3 separate regions of the Mus musculus genome follow, and all the other regions are linked to region 3. A link is a contact called in public HiChIP or PLAC-seq data. All regions are on one chromosome and are shown on one strand. Each heading gives the region's core, a stretch centred on a gene start, on an enhancer-like site or on the middle of the called end of the contact. The rest is flanking DNA. Distances are from core to core; before and after follow the strand shown. Region 1 has its middle 79 kb from the start of Gm32849. Region 2 has its middle 58 kb from the start of Gm32849. Region 3 overlaps Gm32263 (a long non-coding RNA gene).

Region 1 (4,211 bases), core at 199-2,698, 200 kb before region 3:
AACCTTTGCCTTCTTCGGTCCTGGCAGTAACATATTCCTTCCTTTCATTTATCTCAAGTGTTAACCGCCAACAATCCAAAGCAGAAAGCATAGCACTAGGACACAGAAGTCAGGAGCCACCACACCTCCTCCTCAGCAGAGAAACACAGACAGGTCCGGTCCGTGAACACCGTTCTCTGGACCACCCAGCTCTTACTCCATAAAACAGTTCCAGCTCCAGGCAGCAAACACTACACCAAGCTCCACCACTTACCCTCTTTTGATCTTCCAGGCCGTGAGTGACTGGCTTTCTCCTCTGCTGTTGACTTGACTCAGAAATCGATTCCATTTCCCAGACATAAAATCTTCCTCCGTGATAGTTTAAATCCACAGCAGAACCAAGTGCCCCACACAACGGCGACCTGTGCACACCACCCGAGGAGGTCCCACCAGAAAGGAGATCGTGCTATCTCTTCAGAGGTCTTGCCATCGTCTTGAAAGCCAACTGGGAACCTGGCTAGCCACGGATGCCTTGGGGATGAAGGAGGCTGTCGCTGACATGTTGAGGATGAGGCCCAGGGTTTCAACTTCAGGGTAGCAACTCACTTTACACGAGCCCCATGGATATATTTGGGCAAAGAAGAGTCCATATCCTGGGGTGTGTGCCCCATTCCTGCCCAAGGAATCCTTTTCCTCACTGTCTGCTTGGTACGGATAATTTATATATCAATAACAATGTAAATGGGCATTTAATCCACCGAGCTGATAGCATCCACATCCCTCTCCACAGCCCTTGGCTCCTATAAATCACCACAAACGCCTCTCTGCCAGCCGCTCCTCACAGCTCCTGTGAGTGCTTGTCTCCGTGGCAGCTCCCCTCCCGGCTGTCATCTTCCTTCATGCAGAGAGACCCAGACCTGGGGAAAAAAAATGCTCAATGGTCAGATTTGCCTGTGGTGAAGTGTGATGTTTGAGCTGTCTTGCTTGCCATCTGGAGCCACACAGCAAGGCCTGGACCCAGCAACAGCCAGCAGTCTTTCTCTGAACCCAACACTGATTACATCCATGGGTGAGCAACCTGGCTGGGGTGGGGTGGGGGGCAGAGCTCATGGACTCCCCCCACTTCTCCTGTTCTTGAAAAAGCTGGGCAGTACTGGAAAGGAGTTATCTTTCAAACCCTTGTAGGGTTCACCGTCACAGCAGCAATGGGATGGCAAGAAAGAGGAAATGATTCCTGAGGCCAGAAGCAACAACATCCCCCCTACCCCCCACCCCCACCCACACACACATCCCTTCGGCTGTAGGAGATGGTGTGTGGCAGGTGAGACTCCCTGGCCACAAGGAGGGGAAAGTGCAGTATCAATCTGACAGACATCTCTCTGGAAAGCAACTGCCTCGGAACTAGCTGCATTCCCTGCTAGAACCAGCAGGCAGAGTAGACACTAGTCACCTCCTGCCTGACGTCACAGAGGCTCTGAGAGCCACCGAAGGGGGAGAGAAGAAGAGCACCTGTGCTCAGAACATTCTCACTGGGTGCATCCTTCCCTGGGTGGTTTGAGAGGTGGAGTCAGGTCTGAAAAGCATCATAAGGATGCTTCCGTTAACAGTCTCAAATATCTCTCCTTGCAACATCAGCACCACAGAGACAAAGGCTGAAGAGGCAGGTGGGGTGGGCAGGGTGGAGCTGGAGAGCTTTAACTCAAAAGTTTCCCCACCAACATTTCTTACCAAACAATTTCAATTCAGTCAGTGCCTGCCTCTGGAAGAGCTGTGGTCAGATCCAGCCAGAGTGAGCCTAAGACAGAAGCCCCCAGATCCTTCCTTGTAGCCGTCCTGACCGGCAGCCGTTTTGAAATGAGGCAGAAGTCACCCCTTGTCATCAAACTCTGTTACGCTTCCATGCAGCTCAGTGGCAAATCAGGTTGAAAGGCAGAGATAAGAGTTTTTAACTAACAGCTGTCACAAGAACAGAAAGCCTGGAGTGGGAGAGATGCTTTGGAAGGAAGTATGGCTTTTCAGGTTCACCCCTGACAAGTGTGACCAGCACAGAGTTCAGACAGTCACACTGCCCCTTCTGATGTGGGTTAAGAATTGATGAGCAGAAAGTCCAGAAAAGACTTCCCCAGAGCAAGATTTCAGACGTTCTTCGTGGACCCAGGAAATAGCTAGGCACCCTTGTGCCCACTAGCACCCTGAACATTGCCCCTCCAAGAGATTTCTAGCAAAGGCAAGCCTCCGAGCCTTAGTTCCAGAGCACAATCTGAAGAAATTAACAAACTTCCCCCTAAGTAGTACCTTATCCAGATGTCCAGCTGAGACCTAAATAGAAGATTCAGGCAGATGTAGCAGAGTTTGAGTCTCTGCAACTGCCTCACTGTGTGACTTTCATCAAGTATCTTAACATCTCTGAGCCCCAGCTCTCTCATCTACAAAGTGCAGGTGATGCTAATAACTAAAGAAAAATGTTTGTTTAGTATGTGACCTGCTAAGGTCGTCGAATGCCTTCTATGCCTCTTCTATGCTATCTACTGACACACATATCCATGTATTCAACAAATCCCTTTGTCATGTGCCAGTCAGCTTGCCTCATGCTAAAGAGTGCACAAGAGCAGCCAGGCAACTTCCCTAAAACAAAAGACAGCTAAGAAGCCATGTGCTTGGAATCTGAACTTAAGTCTGGCTTGAAAATTTTCACCTATGTCAAAACTGCTCTGGAAAGCTCGATGCCATTTGTCTAGTTCCGAGTCTACACTTACAGCTCCTGGCTGTGCTCATGAATAATAATAGAAAGAAGAAAGAAAGGGAAGGAAAAAAAAAAAAGCCCAGAGCCTAGAAGGATCTCCTCTAGCCCTGGCCTCTGTGTTTGAGAACAGCTCTGGCCCCTCCACCAGGCTTGAGCCAGCCCTCCCCCGGGTGAGACCCTGTCACATCCCATCACACCTACAGAAGCATACACCCTGAAAGCACATGGGGGACAGACGCTGTCACCACAGAAGTATCTTCCCTGCCAGCGGGGAGTGGGAAGATGTGCCACACCTCCTGCAAGCCTTTTGTTTTCTCTAGAAGACAGTCTGCACCAGTTCTGGGGGCCACTGCCTTCCTGTGCCAGGGCGCAGAGCACTCATGGAGATGCTGCTGTCAGTGCCACGTCCGATTCGGGCTCTGACAGGGAAGTCTCCAGAAGTTTCAGTGCGCTTGAGGGTGGAGGTAAGGAGGAGGCAGGACTGAGAGAACGTTAATTGGCTCGTTAGAAAGTGAATGCGCCTGTTGGATTGATCCTGAAATGTAGCTGTTCAGCACTCGTACCTCTGTGCCACTGAGTCAGCCAGGCATTAGCCAGTCAGCCTCTGCAAGGTGCGTAGTGGAGGTAGAAGGTGGGAAGGACACACAGGAGGAGAAGCCTGGACCAGGAGGTACCAACAAGTAAGCTAGGGAGCCTTGTGGGCAAGCTCCATGATCCAGAAGTCCAGAAGACAAGCCTAGTCATATTGCAGGTAATTCAAACACTGGACCCAAAATAGACTCTGTAGAGCTTCAGTTTCCCATTACACACCTAGCCCTACTTCTTCCTTTTGAACAATCGAAATAGGGGTATAGAGGACTATTTTTCAGGTTCAACCCACCAGGTAGGTACAAGGCAGGGTCTAGTTTCTAAGAAAGAGATTCCCTCAGAGTACTACTGAGGTCCTTTACTGTAGGAAGCCCCAGTCCCAGTGAATGGCCAATGGGATTCCAGTGCTAAACAGTCTAAGGCTTCCAGTCTGGACTCACTTCTGCCGAGATGCTAAAGCCTGAGTTTATTTCCCACATTTTGCTTACTTCTCCTACATTTTCAAAACCGGGCACTATCCATTTGATCTCCTGCGTCCCTGCAGCAGCACCGGCTTCTGATTTCCAGCCAGCACCCAAGGCAGAGGGATGTGAAAGGGATGCCTGACCTATGCCATTTTATAAGGGAATCCCTAATTCAGCATTTGCTTCCTCGTGCCAACAAGAGAACCAGGGGTGCTGCGTGCAGACCTAGCCCTTTATCAACTGAGTGATAGACAAGTTGCCGAGGTGTGTGAAAGAGTACCAAGGAGCTATGGTGGGCTTGAGACTTAGGGTGCGAGGCAGGATGCTCCAAAGAAGTCTGTGTGCCAAGCACTTTTGCCAGATGATTGACCCAGCCGCCAACCCCCAGGCCTTTATCTGAGCAAGCCGGCAAGCAGAGCATGCTTGTGCCTCTTCCT
Region 2 (4,306 bases), core at 138-2,637, 230 kb before region 3:
AAATATTTAGCGTAAACCTTTGTCTGGGCAAACACTTACCAGAAAAGCCACACACAATGGGATTCTTACTGCTTAGTCTCCAGGCATTGGGTGACGCTCTCACCTGCACGGTAACTGACTACAGGTCATTAGAATCAGACTCTGCTGTGGAGCTGGAGGGAAACTTGCTGAACAAAGGTTACATCATGGCCTTTTCTCCCACCTCCATCTCCCCAGGCCAGCTAGAGGAAGGACTTATCCAGCATAAAGATCTTATGTGGTCCTCATTACCCATTCTTTCACCCGTTTGGGCCAAATTGGATTTTGATGCAACAAGGAAATGTGTCCAGTGTGTTATTAATCAGGCTCAGCAAGGGAAAGGTCAAGAGGTGACTTGGAGCAATTATGGGTTGTGGGCGGCAGGCCAATCAGAGAACAAGTTGGGGAGAGGGGAGATCGATGGCTATGAAATCATGGAAGGGTATGAGCCATTGGGCATAACCTGAAGGCTGATGCTCCTCCCAAATCCAACACATCTGCTGCTTCTATCTTCCGCAACCCTCAACTGTTCATTATTATGGAAATCTTATGCCTCGGAGGTACCCAGTGCAGGGACACAAACCCAGAAGCCTGCTCGTGGTCTTAGGAATAAAAGCCACTTGGTTCTGTAGATTCACCTGGAAGTTTTTCAGACTAGTTGGAGCTCCAGCAAGGAGAGATGCCTGGTGTCTGCCAAAGAAAATTAGACTTGTTATTTTTGACTTCCTGGTGTCTCAATAGTCTGAAAAGAACCTGGATTCCCAGATACTATTCCAGAACAGACAATGCTTAGAGAAAAAAAAAAAAAAAAAAAAAAAAAACCCTGAACTGCCTCAATCAGTCCTTGATTCTCTACATCAGTATGTATTAGATGGCAGGGAACCTTCTGTAAGCTATCTCTACATCACACAGCTCAAAGAAAATCTTCAAGAAAGTTATAAACTTTGCAAAGAATATTGTGCCACAAACAAACCACAGAGCATCAGACCCTCAATTCCCATGGTGGGGCCTGGCCAAGAGGTTCTTTCTGAAGACAATTGCATTAAGCCTTAAATACAGAGAGAACAATCTATCTTGGTTATCCAACAGCGTAGAGCAGGCAGAGATAAAGTTGTGGTCATTTTATAAGGGTTTTTAGATTAATAATCTGAATCACCGATGAAAAGTTTCATTAAACGGTACCCTAGGAATTGATTTGCAATGAGTTGTTCAATGTGCTGTACAAAGGTGCTGCAGACAAATCAGTCATGGAGCTCTCCCTGAAGAATACAGACACGAGATCCCAGCATCTGTTGAGTTTGCTCAAAAACATATGCTAGCCTTTTTTTCTCTCTCTTAAGAACTATAATTGCATCCTGCTGAACCCACCAAGGAGCCTGCTAACTGCCTTTGTGTTACAGCATCCACTTCTGAGGTTCAGCTCCGATGCTCAGGCCCGTGTTTCAGTCTGCTCGCCCCTCCACCACACTTTCTTAGCTTCAGTCTGCAAATGGTCCTACCCTTTCCTTCTCAAGAACTTCCAAGATTGAGGAAGTGAGCTTTGTAATGTGTTTGTGGATCCATGGTGGATCCAGGAAGTTGGTGGCAAAAGGGACGTTAGCAAAACTCCAGGCCCCAGTTCTCAAGTTCAGCTAGTTTCACTAAATGTCAGAGAGGAGAGGGGCCTGCCTGATGCCACACAGCTAAAACTAAAAGTATTAGTGAGACTAATGAGAAGTTTGGACTCTCGAGCTAGACAATCCATTCATGCAATGCATTAGCTGGGACTTTGTGCAAAGTATGTCGGTTCCCTGCAACACAGTCCCGTGTTTACACAACAGGAAGTGTACCCGCATCCAGTGTGTAATAGGGACTGGTGAACTTTCCATCTTCACAGACATGACTTTATCCAATTCTCTTTAGCAGTCTTACCAGGGGGAAAGGACTAATACCACAGCCTTGGGTAGCAAATGGATGAAAAACAGACTCTTGGAGTTGAAGGGCTTCTTGGGGGCATTTAGACCCAGTTCTACCTTCTCACAGTCCTGCTGAGGTACAAGGGAGCTTGGATCCTCTCACTGTTCCACCATTTTTCCTTATTTTATCCATCCAATACTCATCAGGGAGAATGGAGAAAGCTTGGGTTTTTTGTTTTTCTTCTACACATGAACAAATTAGTATGACTGCCATGCTTGGGACTGTGACTCCTGGGGAGCCTTTTGGTCTAACCAGCTGTTCTCTGCCTAAGGGGGGAAAAAGAGAGCAGCCATATCGCTAAAGCTGCCACCGGATATTGGGGACCCATGTGTGTATGGAGTGGCGGTCTATTACTTTAGGATTCTGCTGTGTATTTTAAAGCCGGCATCTGAGCACTTGTCAATGCTCCATCAGCCTGCCCTCTTGACCCCCAAATATGGCCTCTGGGAAAATCTAATTGCCTGCTCAGAGTGACACTGGAGCCACGAGAGTGATAAAGTTGTAGACAGTCACTTTGTGATTATGGGCCCTAATGGAAGGGAACCGGGCTGAATGAATGCATGAGTGAATGAATGAACACACACTGGGGTCATTTATTCAGGGCTCTGGGGGCGATGCAGTGATGTCTTCATTAAAGCATCTCAGGGGTCTTAGACTCTATAAGGATGTTAGACAAGGACAGAGCCAAGAAAATGGCAAAAGTTGTACTTCATACAGACCCTCCAATCTCAGACTCTGCGGGTGTGACAGAGGAAGACTTCCTAATGCCATCAAGGATAGACACATAGCTGGAATGGTGCTGGCTGCTATGTGGACTCTCAAGAAAGTGAGACCATAGCAGTAGAAGGCAAAGATTTCTAAAAGCCATGGGTGGGCTCTGCTGTCCTGTTAACAGAGCTGGTAGCAGCCTCTTTGGAAAGGCCACTGTCATAAGCATCTTAGGCCCTTTATGTTTGCTTGTATATTCTTTTATTCTCTGGTGAAGACCTCTTGGAGAACTCACAGTGTGCCAGACGTGACCATAGAAACACAAAAATGATTAAGACTTAGCCTGAAACCTTGACAAGCTCATTGTCACACTGCCATGTGACAAGTGCCACCACAGAGGTCAACTCGGGAAGGTGAACAGGCCAGCAGATGGTAAATGGGATTCCTGGCAGAAGGAAGAGTGGTTCAGTAGTGTGGAGGGGCCACACAAAGGTCCTGTGTGCTTTGGATGGAGGGCCAGGTCTGGGTTCAATGACTCCAGAAACAACAGTGCTTTGTCTATAGGATGATGACCGTGAATTTAAAGATCTTTGGATCAAAGGGCTGATGCCCTGCACAGTCCCCAGGCAAAGTGAAGAGCACTCCCAAGCACAGGAGAGACATCTCAGCTGATGCTGGAGTGCGGCTCGCAGCCTCAGCTACTTGTCTAGTCACAGTGAGGAGGAAAGGGGTAGGGTTTCTCTTATCCTCATCTCTCCTCTCTCTGGTCCATTTTCAGGGTTCTCTCTGGGGCTCTCAGTTGGCATCACAGCTATAGTCCCTTGCTTTATCGGGTGAGCTAATTGAGGCTGGAAAGCATGCGGATCTGCTTGTAAGGAGATGTCTGGGTTTCAACTGAAGTTCCATGCCATTTAGCTCTTGCAGGGCATTCTCTGCCTCACTCCTCTGAAATGCTTAGTCTGTTAGCCTCAAGCTCCATGGTTTCCTCCAGCCAAGGGGATTCTGGCACACCTGAGCTGCAAACTGTTCTCCTGGCCTAGGAGAACTGGGCAGGAAAGAGGCAGTCAGGGGAAGCCATCCTATGCACTCTCCTATCTACTTGAATTCAGGACAAGAGACGCCTTTGCAGGTGGGCATGGGCCATCCTTGGGCACAGTTGTGTCTCAATATCTGTGCCCTTCAGCAGCATGGGGGCTCGTATGAGCCACCCTGACATCATGCTGACTAGACTGGTAACCTGACCCGTGATGACAGCTCCCTCTTACCCCAGCTGGGCTCATCACGATGGTTCAGGGCAAAAGTCATCCCCCAGGGGAAGGGGCAGCTGGAGCTCTTTCGAGTGGCTGTGAAAGGGAGATAATTTTGATGACTGACATCTCCCATCCTCAGCTGCCCCTAGTTCTCCTTCACTGACTGCTTCTACAAGCGCTGATCAGGGGTGACGATACCCCTTCTAGGCTTAAGTTCATCACTGGAGGTTACTAGTTGGAAGAGTGAGGATTGGAACTACACGGGCCTTTTATAGAGGCCAAGTTCTCCAGGATGACAAACATGAATAAGCCCCTTTGCTAGTCACTGACCATTCCCTCTCTAAACTGGGTTTAAGTACCACTCAAAAGGTAAA
Region 3 (4,100 bases), core at 1,398-3,897:
AGGAAGACAGACTTTCAGTTGCATAATGAGCTGAGTCAAATGTATTTGTACCCCAGAGCAACCCCTCTCCTAACCACCAAGTGTGTGTGTGTTTGTGTGTTGTGTGTTATTTTTAAAGCACAAGAAAAGTCATCTTAGACTATTCTCAGATGAATGTATCTGAAGAGAGCTCATGCTCTCACTCTTTGTAGGTCAGGGAAACTGACTTTCTGTGTGCCTTAGTTCCCTCTTCTGTACAATGGGAGAACTAGATCTGAGGATAGCCAAGGTTGTTTTTGTCTCTCTGTTCTGTGTTTTCTTTGCATTTGTGGCCCAACACTTAGCACCCCATGGTGTTGGGATGAACTTACTTGTCTATGTCAACCAACCGTAAGCTCTCTAAGCTTGAAAATGACATGTGATTCACATCTGCATCTCCAGTTTTTGGCACAGTACCTATGCTTAAGTAAGAGTTTAATGAAAAGACCAATGCACATACAGGGTTTTGGGAGGTGGGGGTGAGGGTATGGGAGAAACTAAAAGCAAATAAGCTATAGAAACAAAAGCAAATACTCAGTACTGAAGAATAAAAAAGTTTCTGGCTTAGCAAAGATCCCAGACTTCATTATTAATCTATGTGATCTGAGAAGTTATCCTACTCAAGGCTAAAGGTGGGTATATCCTATGTGGAAATCTGGCACAGATGGATCTTTCAAGAAATTCGGTGTCAGAATATAGTGTAAGAAGCTTGCTACACATGTGGTAGAATAAAAGAAAAACTCTAGTAGCATAATTATTTTAAGTAGTTTCTATATTTATTAGCTAAGAGGAAGGAAGCAGGGGGGAAAAGGCTGGGGATTTTATTGAGGGAGGGTGATCGTATTTATGTCCTCCAGAGATCAAGAAGGTGAGAGAAGCAAGGCCACAGCTTCTCGTCCCTGCCAGTCTCTTTTAGCTGAAAATCTGACAAAAGTGTTCTGTGACATGCATACGGAACACAGCCATCAGTCAGGGGTTGGACAAAGTTGCTTTTAAGTTTCCTTAAAATTCTGCGACCACCTTGTCATCGGGGCACAGAGCTTACAAGGAGATGATGGTAGACAACATAAACAGTGAGGTAGACCAGTACTCTCAGCATGTGCTCATCAACTTCACTAGTAACTGGTGAGAGAAGATGGGCCTTTTGAGACAAGACACCACTTGTTTTGTATGGCAGCCCTAGGAAGGAGTGACATATGTGGAGCGCCTTATGTGGGGTCATAGGGCTTCAGATCATTGTCTTGTAATTCTTATGTGATCTTAGGTACAACCCATCATCTCTGTGGGTTGCAAATTTCCTTTGAAAAGCAAGAATATGAACAGGGTGACTGGTATGTTTCTGGTTCTTGGGTATTGCAGAGCCATCGTGAAGGAATTAACACTCACCTCACCTCTGTGCCTCCCAGGCAGGTCCATGTTTAATGTAAATCACCCCAGTACAAGGAGAAAGACAGGTCCTTGTCAAGTCTCACCCATGTCACCAGAGAGTCACAGTGTCAGCACCAGCCCCAACAGGAAAACCACATGCCTGCCAATGACACCCAGACCCTCCTGTTTGGGCTACAGTATGAGAGGGTCATGCTTGGTAAAGAAAGGCTTAAGTCTGACTAAGTGCAGCTGACATCCTGGTGGCAGAGCTGATCCCGACTCAGCTCCAAGTTCTCAGTTCATAATTTGCCTTGCAATTTATCATCGAATATCCACATAGGATTATTGAGGTGACTGATCTTTGTCACTGAATCTGTCATGGCACATTAGTCATCTATTCATTCAACAATGTGCCTTGAACTTTTATATACACTGAATGTGTTATCTCGAATGGATGCATGGTTGAATGGATGATGGATGAGGAAGATCATTAGGAAGAAGCCGGGCAATGCTCTAGCAGACCCAGGATCCATCCCATAGCTTTATTCCACTGTTAGGCATAAAAGAAACTTACATTAAAGTGGTTTGTGAATGGATGAAAAGGAAATGTGTTAATCAAGTAACAGCTACAAAATTAGCACTAGTTTGCAAGAAGCCCCCTACTACCCTGAAGTTCTGCTTTCATTATCTTTAGGCTATCCCATCCAGTGGCCGAAGAGGTTCCGTGTTTGTACCCTTCTAGCTTGGTAACCTCAAAATAAAGATAGTTTTTTCCCCCCTTAGGAGTTCCCGAAAATTCTTCAAGAGGCTTCTTAATGGCCCAGCCTGTGCCACTTGCAAACAAATATTGTGGTTAGGAGGGGTTGGGTGCTGATTGGTTGGACTTGTGGTCCTTACTAATATACTCACAAAGTATAGAGAAAATTTCATGCACAATGACGCTCAGGGACCAAGCTTGAGTGCAGGGTGACTGGCAGAAAAGAAAAGAAAGGGCTGGACGCTGGGCAGGAACAACCCTTACATGTCCTTTCCTTGGACAGCTTTCTATCTGCTGCCCATTTGCTATTTGCATGTTTACAGCTCTCTCCCCTGTGTTCACTGCACAGCCCTCTAGTGATCTTAAGCCCCTCTGGGATGTGGAGGCTAGCTTCTTTTGCTCACTTGTGTCTTTCAGGTTACCAGCCTCAGGTCTGTCTGTTGGAGACCAGCTCAAAGTCCAGCCGAGGACTAAGGTGAAGTGAAACTGTTGTGGGGAGCCAGGCTAAACCACTGTCTCCTATATAGCTGACTAGCAAGGAGGTATGCTTCCCCATCCAGTCCCTCCTCCTGACAGTCCATGAACTAGCTCAGAAGGTGAACACTTCCAGGTGTAGGTCAATTCTTTTCTTTGAATGCCAAGGAAAGAAAAATTCAGGGACTGCAGCCACCTTCCTTACCCAACTCCTTATTTCTGGCATTAAAAAAAAATCAGCCTCTGCCTTTCACATCCACACAGAGAAGGGTGGGGCCTGACTAATGAATGTTTGAGAAGTCCTTTGAGATCTTAGATGAAAGGCACCTTGTAAAATACAATTAAAAATAATAGGGGTAATTATTAGCCAGGCTGGTCCCTGCAGGATAATTACAGAGCTTTTGCCTGGCAAATCTTGAATTCATGCAGAAAAACATGGGTTCGAGCAAGAAGACTGATTTGAGATTTGGGGTCTGCCGGCTTCAAAGATGGAGTCCTCTGGTTCCTTCTGAAATCTGAGAAGCATGTCAGCAGGTCAGAACTGAGACAGGACTTAGGGGTTGTTGTCTGGGCAACATATTTGAATGGCAGATGAAGCCACTGGGTCCCTGAGAGGAGATGTGATAGTTTCAAGCTACATACCAGGCATTGCAGGGCTGCATCTCTGGAGGTTCAGGCCTAGGTCATCTGAGTTCAGAGGTTTGTGTCACCACATCCTCTTCAGTCCTTGCCAACATGATCTTTTGGTGGCACCAAAGAGTCTTACCTGAAAGTCTCCAGAATGGAGCCCATGTCCTAGCTCTGATATGTGTGAAAGATGGTAGTTAGCCAGTCAGTTTCTGGTGCCACACTCCAATAATAATAACAGCTTCCCTGGGCTGCCATGAGGAGCTGAGGAGTGCTGTAAAGGGAAGGCTGCCTGGGACCTACTTGCTCACTCTACGCTGTTCTGAGTGTGGGCTTCTCTGAGATTAACCCATTGCTATTTTTTTCATGGCCACTCCATGCGTAGTGAACATCTGTCATGAGTCAAACATTGTGCTAGGCTCTCCAGGGCTGTGATTTCTTTCAGCTATCCCCAGCTTTCCCCAAGGTCAACTGTTCAAACTCAGGTTCAGGTTGATTAGTGAACTTGTCCAAGACCATGCAGCTGAGAGGGAGGCAGGGCTTGGACCTGGGTCATATGTCATACTGCTCTCTCTTGTGAAGTGAGACAGGCATTTGATTGTCATCCAACTAGAACCTCACAGGGGTTATCTGCTGGGGAAAACTGGGAGATAAGGTATGGTATTGGCCTATGAGGATGTCATCATTATTTAATTATTCTGACGGTCTGTTTTGATGAAAGAAGTTAAAAGACTCTCCCAAGAGGGGCTGTGAGTCCCCATCATTAGCTTTAGATTGAAGAATTTTAGATCAGAACCTAGAGAAAGGGTTTGGTGACTAAGAGCACTTTCTACTTTTTCAGAAGACCTAGGTTCAA

What was found. HiChIP or PLAC-seq counts read pairs in DNA pulled down with a chosen protein or histone mark.
Region 1: an H3K27ac HiChIP or PLAC-seq map of microglia shows a contact between it and region 3, with 3 times the contacts expected there. The contact joins two enhancer-like sites. A contact is called at or near these places in 1 of 39 promoter capture datasets (embryonic stem cells), 1 of 15 datasets of contacts at CTCF or cohesin (large pre-B cells), 6 of 484 Hi-C or Micro-C datasets (cerebellar granule neurons, cerebral cortex, cortical neurons and 3 more), 6 of 115 datasets of contacts at active chromatin or transcription factors (the 230-238 cell line, bone marrow-derived macrophages, embryonic hindbrain and 3 more) and 1 of 9 other capture datasets (liver).
Region 2: a contact with region 3 is called in an H3K27ac HiChIP or PLAC-seq map of microglia, with 5 times the contacts expected there. The contact joins two enhancer-like sites. A contact is called at or near these places in 2 of 15 datasets of contacts at CTCF or cohesin (large pre-B cells and pro-B cells) and 4 of 115 datasets of contacts at active chromatin or transcription factors (bone marrow-derived macrophages, large pre-B cells, microglia and 1 more).

Annotation. Positions count from the first base shown.
Region 1 is chr7:48,960,483-48,964,693 of GRCm38.p6, reverse strand. It overlaps a transcript of Nav2 not described here. Among named protein-coding and RNA genes, the nearest start is that of Gm32849, 79 kb to the left of the region's middle. Within about 2 kb of position 1,448, at least 9 of the 459 cell types and tissues checked have an H3K27ac peak or open chromatin away from gene starts, as enhancers often do. A contact at or near this core is called in microglia, where this site is marked.
Region 2 is chr7:48,980,857-48,985,162 of GRCm38.p6, reverse strand. It overlaps a transcript of Nav2 not described here. Among named protein-coding and RNA genes, the nearest start is that of Gm32849, 58 kb to the left of the region's middle. Within about 2 kb of position 1,387, at least 8 of the 459 cell types and tissues checked have an H3K27ac peak or open chromatin away from gene starts, as enhancers often do. A contact at or near this core is called in microglia, where this site is marked.
Region 3 is chr7:48,756,823-48,760,922 of GRCm38.p6, reverse strand. It overlaps Gm32263 (a long non-coding RNA gene), which reads left to right. Exons shown (of 3, transcript XR_391444.2): 2 at 2,561-2,685. Among named protein-coding and RNA genes, the nearest start is that of Gm32263, 9.5 kb to the left of the region's middle. Within about 2 kb of position 2,647, at least 8 of the 459 cell types and tissues checked have an H3K27ac peak or open chromatin away from gene starts, as enhancers often do. A contact at or near this core is called in microglia, where this site is marked.